Regions from separate parts of the Sus scrofa genome. Here regions 1 and 2 are each linked to region 3. A link is a contact called in public HiChIP or PLAC-seq data. All regions are on one chromosome and are shown on one strand. Each heading gives the region's core, a stretch centred on a gene start, on an enhancer-like site or on the middle of the called end of the contact. The rest is flanking DNA. Distances are from core to core; before and after follow the strand shown.

What was found. HiChIP or PLAC-seq counts read pairs in DNA pulled down with a chosen protein or histone mark.
Region 1: an H3K27ac HiChIP or PLAC-seq map of alveolar macrophages shows a contact between it and region 3. The contact joins two enhancer-like sites. A contact is called at or near these places in 1 of 47 Hi-C or Micro-C datasets (skeletal muscle) and 1 of 2 datasets of contacts at active chromatin or transcription factors (alveolar macrophages).
Region 2: an H3K27ac HiChIP or PLAC-seq map of alveolar macrophages shows a contact between it and region 3. The contact joins two enhancer-like sites. A contact is called at or near these places in 2 of 2 datasets of contacts at active chromatin or transcription factors (alveolar macrophages and skeletal muscle).

Annotation. Positions count from the first base shown.
Region 1 is chr9:104,859,111-104,863,392 of Sscrofa11.1, reverse strand. LOC110262248 (a long non-coding RNA gene) reads right to left here. Exons shown (of 2, transcript XR_002347081.1): 2 at 791-2,057. Among named protein-coding and RNA genes, the nearest start is that of KMT2E, 15 kb to the left of the region's middle. Within about 2 kb of position 1,367, at least 60 of the 83 cell types and tissues checked have an H3K27ac peak or open chromatin away from gene starts, as enhancers often do. A contact at or near this core is called in alveolar macrophages, where this site is marked.
Region 2 is chr9:104,878,280-104,882,578 of Sscrofa11.1, reverse strand. The region is part of intron 1 of KMT2E (histone-lysine N-methyltransferase 2E); the gene reads right to left. Among named protein-coding and RNA genes, the nearest start is that of KMT2E, 4.1 kb to the right of the region's middle. Within about 2 kb of position 1,563, at least 47 of the 83 cell types and tissues checked have an H3K27ac peak or open chromatin away from gene starts, as enhancers often do. A contact at or near this core is called in alveolar macrophages, where this site is marked.
Region 3 is chr9:105,033,199-105,037,597 of Sscrofa11.1, reverse strand. It overlaps SRPK2 (SRSF protein kinase 2), which reads left to right. Exons shown (of 16, transcript XM_021102580.1): 10 at 82-328; 11 at 1,175-1,657. Among named protein-coding and RNA genes, the nearest start is that of TRNAD-GUC, 120 kb to the right of the region's middle. Within about 2 kb of position 2,422, at least 11 of the 83 cell types and tissues checked have an H3K27ac peak or open chromatin away from gene starts, as enhancers often do. A contact at or near this core is called in alveolar macrophages, where this site is marked.

The sequences.
Region 1 (4,282 bases), core at 118-2,617, 170 kb after region 3:
GGATCCTTAACCCGCTGAGCAAGGCCAGGGATCGAACCCGCAACCTCATGGTTCCTAGTTGGAGTCTGTGCCATGACGGAAACTCCCCTGGCCTAAGATTCCTGACCTCTCCTTTTTTTTTTTTTTTTTTTTTTTTTTTGTTCTTTTGCCATTTTCCTGGGCCACTTTCTCAGTATATGGAGGTTCCCAGGCTAGGGGTAGAATCAGAGCTGTAGCCACCGGGCTATGCCACAGCCACAGAAACTCGGATCCGAGCCGCGTCTGTAACCTACACCACAGCTCACGGCAATGCTGGATCGTTAACCCACTGAGCAAGGCCAGGGATCGAACCCGCAACCTCATGGTTCCTAGTCGTGTTCGTTAACCTCTGAGCCACGACGGAAACTCCTGACCTCTCCTTTTTCCTTGACTCACTCCTCCCTAGGAGGCAGAAGGGGCAAGAGGCTGGGACAGGTTGGGGGAAGCAGCTTCTCAGTGGTGAGTATGGGGGTAGGAACCCCAAATACACAGCTCAGCTTCTCTCTTCTTTCTCTTGGCAGCAAGCCTCCTCCAGAGCTGCTCCTGGCACTGTCCTCCCATGATGCAGTGGTTTACAGGGACAATCCATAACTGGGAGCCCCCACCCCATCTCAGCCTGGGGGGTAGCCCGTCTGGATATAATCCTGGAGTTCACTTACCCACACATATAGAACCACTGACTCCAATATAAGAGCTATCAGTGATAAAGCTGACATTTTCATGCCGTTTGTTTGATTTCTTCATGACCATTCCGTAATTACCCAGAGCTTTGTAAGAGAGGAGGGATGGCCTTTATTATATTCTCTTGAATCCCCAAAAACGATTAACTCGTTTAATCCTAATAAGACTTGCATTAGAAAAGTATTCTTCTCCTCTCCGAGGAGGAAAGGAAGCAGTCCTCCTTTGGCCTCTCCCTTGAAAGACAAATATTTGCTCTCAGTTCAGGATCAGATGAAACTAAAGCACGTGACAGAGAGTTTGCAAACTGTTAATGCAGAACGAAGCGGAGGCCGGGAGGGCGGTGGTTCTGGCTCTGACCTGGCAGTAGGGCCCCGATCCATTACTTTCCGGCTTCCGGTTCCTTTTTATCGGGAAAGCGAGGGGTTCGCGTGGCTGCGGGTCGCAGCTCATTTCTTCTCAGACGTTCTGTGAGTCAGTGATGACTTGCCAGTGACTTTTTCCCCTGGCTTCCTCTGCGTCATTAAGGACTTTTGGATGCTGACTTTTCCCTTGATTGAGCTAGGCCCAGCCTCTGGGGGACCCGACATGCTCGAAACTCCCCCTCGGTAGTGGGCTCTGCCTTCTGAGGTTTGCTGCTTCGTTGCCTTTGGTTGCGCAGCAACATAACACACGCCCACACTTCCGGTTCCAAGAGTGTGATCTGCTGTCGTTGAAGGGGCTCTCCCAGGTCCAGCAACTCTGCTGCGTTTCCTTCCTTCCTCACAGTGATGATTGTGAGGCCAGATGTTGGTGAAAGAAACCCCCCGAGTCATTCCAGGGAGTTGCAGGGGCTGAAGCGAAAATCCTCTGACCCTTTCCCAGAAGAAATGCAATATCCGTCAGGTCAGCCTTCAGAAGAAAATTCTCAAGAAATCCAAACTTACTCTCAGAGCCTCATTCAGGACAGGGAGTCCTGTCATTGCAAAAGCCTGTCCTTTGATTGGCCTCATGAAATCTAGTTGAGTCACCAGGTTCTGGGGGCTGGAGACCATGTGGCCGGCCTTCACGCTAAGTTTCATCTGATTCTGAAACTCTGTGGTTTAACACCGGAAGAAAGCAAAATAGCAAAGAACAGGAAGTGGAAAAAACATTTTGCGTAGTGGAAACTACCTCTGGGTTCACCTGCGTTCCTCCAAAACAGTAGTCAAATTAGCCCAGATACCTCCTCTCCTGGGGGGGGCATCCCCACAAAGTGCCTCCCCTAAAAGGATTTGGTGGATGAATGTGATGCCCCAGTTCCTCAGACGGCATCATTAGGGGACCTTGAGGTTGTGGCCCTCTGCTTCCATAACAAGACAGCTCACTCCCTCATGCATTTTCTGAAAAAAAGAAACGTCGGTGGGGTCAGGACTTCAGGACAGAGCCAGGGCCAGGTTCTGAACCCACGTAAAGGAAATCTTGAAACACTGTGAAGTCCGGGGGACAGCTTCTCCAAGGGGCGGATCAGAGACGTGTGTTTTCTTTGGCCAAGGGGGACAGAGGAATAAGACAAGTACAGGTTTTGAAAGTGCAAAAAGGGTGGAGTGGTCGGTGGGTACCAGAGGGAAAAGACCCGGCAGCCAGGGCAAGAAAGGCTCCTCTGTCCTTCTGACCCTTGCCCTCACAGGACCTGCCTCCACCCATGACCAGCAGACACTTCCTCACTTAGGTGGGGGAGGGCAGCTGTGGCCCTCAGTGGCATTGTTCCCAGAATGAAAAAATGCGGGCGTTGGCAACCATATCAAAGGCCTTGAGTTGTTCAGAAACCTTTACCCCTCTGATCACCAGACCACAGAACCCAAGAGCCATTAGCAGCCGGTGGAAACTTTGGAACAATAGACTTGGCCCCCCGCCTATTTGTTTGCATGGCTTTCTGAAAGAGGTAAAAGGGCCCCAGGCCAATCCCCATCCTACCCATCTCGTTCGGGTGGGTTAAAGTCTGTGCTAAAGCCAGCAGCAGTTAGAGATGGAGCTGAGGTTAGCACAGGCCACTCTTGATAGACTGAAACTGGTGCGGACTGAGTGAGGCACTTTCCTCTCAGCATGCAGTTTAAAGGGGCGCCCAAAACCACAGTAATTCAGATAAATAATATTTAACGTCATCTTTACATTTTTTGTTCTTCATGGATTCTTTTGCATTTGTTTTGATTCTTTACATTAAAATACTGTTGATCTTAATTACTAACTTTTTGGTGCCCCCCCCCTTCAATTTTACCCCTGAGGCAAGTGCCTCAGTCACCTCACTCTAGACTCCACCCAGCTGAGAAATGATATTGTTCACTAACATTCAGAAAGAGGAGCCGTGGAAAAGCCCCGTGACAATTAATCAGGAGGTGGGGGCCCTTCGGAAGATGTGGAAAGTGTGGCCCAGATAACCCAGGCCTTGCTATTGAAGGTGGGTGAGAAAAGTCAGCCTTGTCACAGAGAACTCTGCCAGGGAATACAGCTGGAAAAGTGCCCTGCAAGAGCCCCCATCCAGCCCATCTGAAACCTTCCACAGGGAGGCTGTGGTAAGCCTTGGCAGTAGGCTGTTGCCCACTTGGTATCATCTGAGAAGGACGGAAAAGGCTCCTTTTTGCTAAGGTCATGTTGGGTACACCCACAATAGAGTGGTCGATCCTTTGGCTCTTAAAGTTGTCTTGGTTTTTAAAGAACCTGCCATTATAATACAACCATCTCTGTGGGAAATGATTATTGGCAGAGCTCTTAGCCGTGATGGACTTATTCATTCTTTCAACAAACATTTACTAAGCACCACACATCAGAAAGAGTAGGGTGGAGCGTCTCTTGTGGCTCAGTGGAAAGAAATCCGACTCATACGCTTGAGGGTGCGGGTTCGATCCCTGGCCTCACTCAGTGGGTTGGGGATCCAGCGTTGCCATGAGCTGTGGTGTAGGCCGCAGGCACAGCTTGGATTCCACGTTGCTGTGACTGTGGTGTAGGCTGGCAGCTGTAGCTCTGATTCAACCCCTAGCCTGGTAACTTCCATATGCCACAGGTGTGGCCCTGAAAAACAAAAAAAAAACAAAACAAAAAAGAAAGAGTAGGGTGTACCCTGCCCAATCTAATGGGGACGACAGGTAAGAACATCAGCTTTATGTACCAAAGTCATGCTAGAGGCCAGGGACAGGATGGTGGAAGAGCCCTTCATTCAATTCAGAGCTCTTTCCAGCTGCAGCTGCAACGTGGAAGAGCAGAACTCGGGGCAGGCTTCTGCCAGGGATTATAGAAAGGGATGGAAAGAGCTCTCAAAACACCCTTCATCTGTTTCATAGGACTAGAGAAGCCCTGGGCTTCACAGGACTAGAGAAGGCAGCCAGAACTTGGCTTTAATTCACAGAGGTCTGGCTGCACAACTCCAGGGCGTGGGGTTCTCATAGAATAGAGTGGCACTGAACAGGACTGGGAGGGCTCTATCCTGGCCCAGTGAGGACAATCTTTGAGACGGGGGAGCTCGCCCCTGCACATCTGTGGGCCTGTGCACCAGTGATCCTGACCCTCGTGGGCTGTGAAGAGGAGCCCAGGTCAGCCCCGCCTCTTGGATCTCTGCCCAGGGCTGACCTGA
Region 2 (4,299 bases), core at 314-2,813, 150 kb after region 3:
ACATTTGAAAGAAAATAGAAATTTGGAGACCTGAATTTTACTTCCACCTCTTAATTGACCCCTGTGTGACTCTGAGCAAGTGACAAATTCTTAATGTTTCCATTTTTGTGTACACAAAATAGAAATGATATTTGATTCCTCAGTCCCCATTATAAAGGTAGTTATGAAAAACAAGTAGTCCTTCCTGTGTTCCTGGAAGCAACTTGGGGGCCCTCTACGCTGTGGGTGTTGAGGCATGTTCCCTACCCTGTAGAGCGGAATCCAACAGGTGAGGCATAAATACATGTTTTGAAGAAGGTCAGCTGGGACACATGCCAAGGGTTACTATTAAGGGGTGACTACCAACTATCATAATGTTCCTTGGCCCTTCACCCCTCTCTTCATTAACTCTTACCCAAGGCCCAAGTGTGGGAAGAGGCAGGAGATGAAAGTGGTCAGGTGGGAGGAGGTGCCTGGCCTGGTCAGGCTGCCATTTTTCCTCTTCCCCTCCCCACTGCAAACCCAAACAGTCCTAACTCTACTACTCCACAAATCAGCATTTTCTGCTTTCATGTCTTCTCCTTGCCCCACCCTCTTGACAGGGAAGTAGGAAAATGGAGATTTGCAGAAGTTGGTAAAAACTCATGTCAAAAGGCAGAGTTCCATTTCTAGATCCAAGAAAAACTTCCTGTTTTGTTAGGACCCTTCTTAGGAGCGGAAACTGGCTCACTCAAATGAAAACCGCAATGAATAATTTCACTGATTGGTACCGTATGTTTAGCAAGGCTAAAGTCCCTAGAGGAGGTTGGTGAATCAGAAGAGAAACCATCAGAAGGGAACTGTCCCCACATCAACCCCCAACTGATCAGGGCTCTTCCTCACTTCCTCCTCCACCACCCCCTGTAGGCACAGTGGCAACACACAGAGAAAAATAACTTTGGAGGCATGTGATGCAAAGGCAAAGGGCAGAGCCTCCATGGCTGGCTCAAGGATGGCACATCTGGGGTTGCTTGTCCTTTCTCCAGATGGATTTTCCCTTTTTACAGAAAGGTCTAGAAAAGCAGCTCTTTCACCTAGACTATGCTGCAGTAACAAGTCTAGAATCTTGGCTCAGTACCATGAAAGTCGATTCTTTCATCATGTGACTGATGCAGGCTGGTGGTGGAATGGGAAGTACAGACAAGGGAATCCTGCTCAACAGTCCTGGTTGACAGAGGCTTGGACATCAGGCTTCCACCAACCTGACAGTAGAGGAAGCACACACATGCTCTCCTTTGCACAGCCTGAAAGTGACACAGTTCACTTCTGTCCCAGCTGTTGGACAGAACACACAGGGGCTGAACTGATGGGAAGCATACAGATATATAGCAAGCCATCCATGACTCTGCCAACATAACACTTGAATGCCAAGTGCATGCTGCAACACGTAACGACAGCTCAGAATCCCAGACCATGGAAAAATTGTTTGACTCCATGTCGGCTGAGATGCCTAACAGGCAGCTCTCAGGTCAAAAACAGCCCACATCGTTCAGGGAGGATTCTTACAGGCACTGCCTATTTATTTACCTAATTAGCTCCCTCACAGGAACTGGTTGCTCGGCATGGCCTCACCATATGGTGGTGGGGGTACTGACATAGTGTGGTGTGCCTGGAAACATGGAATCCAAGCTTGACTTTTTAAAAGTCATGGAATTTTAAGCTGTTCACATTTAATTCCACAAAAATGACACCATAAAACTGGAGGATTGTTCTCTGAAGGATTGTTGACCAAAATTGTTCAAACTATGATTCAAGCCTCCTCTTGCAGTTGACTCATATCTGACTCTTGTCCAGTGTTTTTTATGCCAAGGCAGGGTGCTCTGTACTCATGATCCTACCAGTTAAACATACATACAGCCCATACATGGATGATGGAATTCTCCTGAACAAACCTGCATGCCCCTGCCAGGGGACAAGGAGTCACTTTCCATGTGAGGGCTTATCCAGGACGGGAGTTTCTCTGCCTGTCCCCACCCTCCCCACCTCTTTGCTCCTTGCTCTGGGGACGTTTTGCCAGCCGCCAAAAAGGCAAGAGAGAAGCAAGGGAAATAGAGCTCAGTTTGAGGCCGACTGACTTCACAGGGTGGTTCACAGTCAGTTTGTTTTACTTGGCCTGCCTTGGAGCTGTTTGGGGACATATGAGGTTCTTCAGCTGAGAGGCCTTTTCCAGACCTGACTTCCCCTTGGAATGACACATTATCCTCCCTTCAAATGTAGCAATTGTAAATTCCTGCCTGGGGAGCAGCAATTGCTTGGAATTACACACTATATGAATAAGCCAGTATGGGATTAACAAAGCTTTATTGTTCTGCAATCCTCTACTGAAACTTGTGAAAGTAATTTCTGGTGACATTACTTTTCCCTGCCTAGCATTTGACTATGCAAGGAACAGTTTTCCATCCTTTAATCGGTCCTTTTTAGTTGTCTGTAATAGAAACCTCTTCAAGTTCACGACGTGGCACAGTGGAACCGAATCTGACTAGGAACCATGAGGTTGCAGGTTTGATCCCTAGCCTCGCTCAGTGGGTTAAGGATCCAGCATTGCTGTGAGCTGTGGCGTAGGACGCAGACACAGCTGAGATCCTGTGTGGCTGTGGTGTAGGCCAGTGCTGTAGCTCCGATTTGAACCCTAGCCTGGGAACCTCCATATGCCATGATTGCGGCCCTAAAAAGCAAAAAAAAAAAACAAAAAAAACAAACAAACAAACAAACAAAAAAAACCAAACAACAAAAAAAAAACCAACAAAAAACCCTCTTTTTACCCTTTTATTGACACTTAACAAGACAAAAATGAGTCAGGTTTTTTTAGTTCACTTTTCTCATTCCCTTTCCCTCTCCAGCATGTTTACTGTAATTCCACATCTTAAAAGATTCTCAGATGTGTTGTGCCCCAAATACTACTTGACTGCTGTATACATATGCAATGCACACAATTTAGGATTCTCTCATTTACAATAGGAGTATATGCTATTTTTTAAAATAGATTCTCAGATGTGTTGTGCCCCAAATACTACTTGACTGCTGTATACATATGCAATGCACACAATTTAGGATTCTCTCATTTACAATAGGAGTATATGCTATTTTTTTAAATAGACAATAGGAGTATATGCTATTTTTTAAAATAAAATTGGAGCATGGAATAAAAACAGTGATCCCCACTGGTTTGTAACACAACTCTCATCACTGGTCTGGAAATGCTATTTTATTTTTTACTTTTTAAGGGTCATACTTGCAACATAAGGAAATTCCCAGGCTAGGGATCAAATCAGAGCTGCAGCTGCCAGCCTACCCACAGCCACAGCAACACTGGATCCTTAATCCACTGAGCAAGGCATCAATTGGATCCTATCAATCCTGCATCCTCATGGATACTAGTTGGGTTCATTACCACTGAGCCACAACAGGAACTCCTGGAAATGCTATTTTAAACATAAAAATGTTTTTATGACAACCCAAGGAAACAATTTGCATTTACTCCATTCAATTTTTAAAAAAAAACCCATTTCTTTCTCACTCACTTTTAATAATCTGCAAATAAAACTCAATAGTTAAGAATAAATCTACCAATATTTACTTCCTATCCAAAATTATTTCTAACAGGACCAATAGGGGATCTCTATAATGACAAAGTCTAAAGGTAGGACTATAAAAATGTTGAGACCAAGACATTATTTACAAACAGAATAGGTCTCTAAAATAGCTTCTGCTTCAGCGAATGTGAAACCAATAAGTTAGAGTTAAAATGGAATATTTTCTAGCTGGTTTTAGGCCAGTTAAATCTAATAAGGATCGTAAAGATAAGCAGCTAACTTGAAATCAAAATAACTATCGGGAACATTTTGTATTCCATTAATAGGTAATAAAATCTATGTACTGAATGAAAATATAAATTCTGATTACTTATTTATATAAAACTTTAGGCCCACATAATTATCAGTCCAAAAATAGCTTAATAGCACAATATTTTTAAAGAAGGCTTTGATGAAATCCACAAAAAAAACAATCTTTACTCATTTGTCCCTTGGTACCATCTTCTCAGATGCTGTAACTAAGTTGAGGTTTTTGTTTCAGAGGGAGTTGGAAGATATTTCAGATATGCTATAAGAAATATGATAATCTTGCAGTTTTTAAATCATTAAATGATGACCATGAGCTTAGTTTAAAAAAAAAAAAAAAGTCTATAATCTGCACTGAGAGGATGTTAATCTCTAAAGATATGAGCCAGCTTTTCCTATTTTTCAAACCAGAGGCTTTGAAGCATTTCCGCTTAGAATAAGT
Region 3 (4,399 bases), core at 1,173-3,672:
CATGCTTCCAACAATTACACTATTGAATAGTGCCTTAAAAAGAAGCAAACTGACCGGTGGTATTTTCTTAACATGTTGTAGATAGGAAAAATATCTAAAAACAAAAAGAAAAAGCTGAAAAAGAAGCAGAAAAGGCAGGCTGAGTTATTGGAAAAGCGCCTGCAGGAAATAGAAGAATTGGAACGAGAAGCTGAAAGGAAAATAATAGAAGAAAACGTCACATCTTCTGTACCTTCCAATGAGCAAGATGATGAATATCACCCAGAGGTGAAACTAAAAACAGCAGAAATAGAGGAGGCAGCAGAGGGAGAGACTTCGAATAACAACGGTCAGTGCAATCTGGAACTCTAATAGCAGGGACCCCCCAGGTCACACATAGGGTGACTTAGTGCCACTGCTGCTGCTTCAGACATGAGGACAACCCTCTTCACCTCCTGATTGGAGGACGTGGGAGAACTGGCTGGTATTTGATTTGTAAAATGTATACAAGGAATATGTTAATATTTCTAAATATTTTTTTAAAAAACAGCAAGGTGGAGTTCCCTCCGTGGCTTAGCAGTTAACAAACTCGACTAGGATCCATGAGGATGCGGATTCGATCCCTGGCCTCTCTCTCAGTGGGTTAAGGATCCGGTGTTGCCGTGAGCTGTGGTGTAGGTTGCAGACTCGGCTCTGATCTGGCATTGCTGTGGCTGTGGTGTAGGCCGGCAGCTGTAGCTCCGATTATACCTGGCCTGGGAACCTCCATATGCCACGGGTGAGGCCTTAAAAAGCAAAACAAACAAACAAACAAATAATAACCCAGCTGGAAACCCTCTGAGGAACATCACTTATGTCTTTATCATGCTAGTGATTGTTCTTCATCTTGTAATTAAGTTTTAACAATAATGCACTCTGAGACCTTTTCTGAAGAAGATAAAAATACAGTTCTGTTTATATACTTATTTTGCCTAAGAGCTGCTGACTTTTTCTCATAAGTGTAGGCCAGGTATTTAATAAATAAAAAATAAGATTTAGAAAACCTAAAGATTTTCCCTGAGAGCCAGGAGGTGTTTGCTCTGTAGGACCTGAAGTTGGCACATTCAGATGTGTCTCTTGCTGGAGGAGATAAGTGCTGAGTGCACTCTGTTTAGGAGAGTGACATGTTCTGATTCTTACCCTTTAACTTTTTAAGGTGAAGCTGAGGACCAGGAAGAGAAAGAGGACACTGAGAAAGAAAACACAGAGAAGGATGAAGATGATGTGGAACAGGAACTCGCAAACATCGACCCTACTTGGATAGAATCACCCAAAACCAATGGTCATATTGAGAATGGCCCATTTTTACTCGAACAACAACTGGATGATGAAGATGAAGAGGAGGAAGATTGCCCGAATCCTGAGGAATATAACCTTGATGAGCCAAACGCAGAGAGTGATTACACATATAGCAGCTCCTACGAACAATTCAATGGTGAATTGCCAAATGGACGACATAAAATTCCTGAGTCACAGTTTCCAGAGTTTTCCACGTCATTGTTCTCTGGGCCTTTAGAACCTGTGGCTTGTGGCTCTGCACTTTCTGAGGGATCTCCACTCACCGAGCAGGAGGAAAGCAGCCCATCCCATGACAGAAGTAGGACGGTTTCAGCCTCCAGCACTGGGGATTTGCCGAAAAGTAAGTGTCCCTTTCCACTGGGTGTCTGCTTTCAGTGGCCCAAGTGTCATACTCTTGACAATTGCTATGAAAGGAGTTGGTTGGAAGTGGTAAATAGCTGCGTCTGTATGCATTAACCATTTTCCTCTTTTTTTTGAAATTAAAAAAAAACTTTAATTAAAAATTTACTAGGGTACAGTTGATTTATAGTGTTGACTCAATTTCTTCTCTCCAGCATAGTGACCATTTTATTACTTTTGTACTCATGAGTAAGTTAATGTAGTTTAAAATAAATTTTGTGCCACTAGGCTTTCTCTTGCTCTCTGTGTATCAGATCCCATTTCTGAGTTTTCTTCCTTCCTGTCTTTAGTGACATCATACATGTGCAGAAACCTTCCAAGTCTAGCATCTTACACCTGTAGCTTTCAAGCATGTGTAGTTTAATACATAATTTGTGCTTCCATCTCATAGTGCTATGTTTGGTTTTTTGTTTTTGTTTCATTTCTATTCAAACAAAAATGTTGTGCCTGCTCTTTATCTGTATTGAGGAAGAAGTGCCCTAGTTTATTCTGTAAGTTGTCCTTAATTATAGGACTATCCCATTGAAATTTTAAAGAAAGTGGCATGGGTTTAAATGTGTTGGTGACCTATATCAAACCTTGATTTTGAGAGTGAATGCTACATGACATATCTCTGACTGTGGTATGCTATAGGACTTCAGTCGGCGAACATGGGTGTCATGGTTAGTTTCCTTTCTGGCCCACTGTGGAAAAGCTCAGAAACCTCCTCTGCTCCCTCTGCTGACAAGAGTGTTTAACACATGAAGAGCCAGTTGATCAGCCAGCTCAGCACATAGCCCAAGATATTCTGCAGGTCCTTTCTTTCCAGCAAGCGAGAGAGCTACAGAGCCATTTCTGGTACTCATTGGTCTTAACTAATCATCTTAAGGATGTGGTTTTATTTCTTTTTTTTTTTTTTTTAACTTGAATTGACGTATTCTGCTCCTGTTCACCTTTACCACAACCAGAGGCTCTTTGAAGGTGCTTCTTAATAAAATGCTTTCATGAAGAATGTAGCTTCATCTAAGGAAAAACTCACTTCTCTGTCTCCTTTGCTCTCATTCTATTTCCAAACTACTGCTGATGCTTCTGGTTACCGTGCTAACAATTCTCTGATACTAGCTTGGTGTCCTGCAGTTTAAGTGAAGTCTGACACTTCTTGGAGATAGCATCAGAGTCCAGGGTTAAGGGCTCATTCCCACAAGACTGTCCCTTCCCATGCATCAGTCACAAGTCCACATTGTCACCTGTGCATCTGAATGATCTATTATAAATCAGAGATTTCCATGACTCTATCCTGGATTGGATTAATTTATTAGAGCGGCTCACAGAACTCAGGAAAACAGTTTACTTGCTAGGTTGTCAGTATGCATAGCGCATGGTGTGTGGGAAGGGGCCAGGCTTCCATGCTCTTTCTAGACGCATCACACATTCCTTCATATCACAGACACATTTTTCTTTTTAATTAACACATTGGGTTGTGTGTTATCATTGTTTACAGCTTTTTTTTTTAATGCTAGAATTATCCCTAATAATTTGTCAACTTCTTCAGGTTGGGTCTTAAGTCCTTTTGACGAAACCTGTTATTCGTTAAGTGCTTCCTTGCCCTTTCAGAACCATGTGCCCCAGGCTAGAGTCAGTTGTGTCTCCAAGTAATTGTTGCTTATTAATATAAAAAAATTTTATAGTGTACATAATAGATAGAAACAGTAGTATGTAAACTTTATAAACATACATATATTAAAATCAGTGTTCCGATGTCGTCTTTATCGATGGAGTAAACAGTGAAAGGGTTTAGTAATACCAAGTGTAGCATGGGCTCTTTCCCATTCCTTCTCAAAAGACGTGATAAAGAACATCTGTGTGAACATGGCACGCTCGCTCATGCTTCCATGCCTTTGCTAGTGCTTTTCCTCCTGTTTGTTTGGGCACACTTCTGTTCTTTTGCTGGGTTCTCTCTGTGTTCTGGCAGGTCCCAGTTCTTGTTTCCTTCTTTTCCTGCTGGTCATACTTTTCTTCACTGTGTGGTCATTGTTTGTTTCCACTGTCTTTCTTTTCACTGGCTGTCAACTCTGAGAGTGCTGTGTTTTTATCCTTGTATCCTCAGTATCTAATTCAGGGCTAAGATAAGCATTTATTGAGCAATGAGCCAACAGATCAGTGATACCAGGCTATGTTCTTCTACTCTTCCCTTTGCATTCACAGTCAGAATTGTACTTCTCCGAACATTGCATCCCTGTGCATCAGGGAGGAATAGGAGGTTTGTGTTTTCCATGGATCCCAGTCTCACACCAAGCTGATTTTGTTCATTTGTCCATTCCTTTGTTTGGAGGCTCTCAGTTTCGGTTTCCAGCCTGGGCTTTGGGTAACGTGGAGAGCCTCCCACATGGGAGGTGTTTTATTTCCTGTGTGGAAGGGGTATGGCCTGGAGGCTGGAAGTTGGCCGCCTGCTACTACAAGAACATGAAGCAAGAGAAACACTTTACTCAGTTTGTATAGATCCTTGTCATCAGCGGAGTGCATATGTTAAGGAATCAAAGAAAAGGTGGGGCCAGAATGAGAAGATTGAGGAAGGCTAAAGAATGTGAACTTCCCCTGGAGTAATTTGGTAGTGCTTGAAGGTTGAGAAGAGGAGGCAGGGGTCCTCTTGGGTTACTTATCTGAAAGACAGAGACCCTGGAGTAAGGTGGTACCTGTAAGAGTG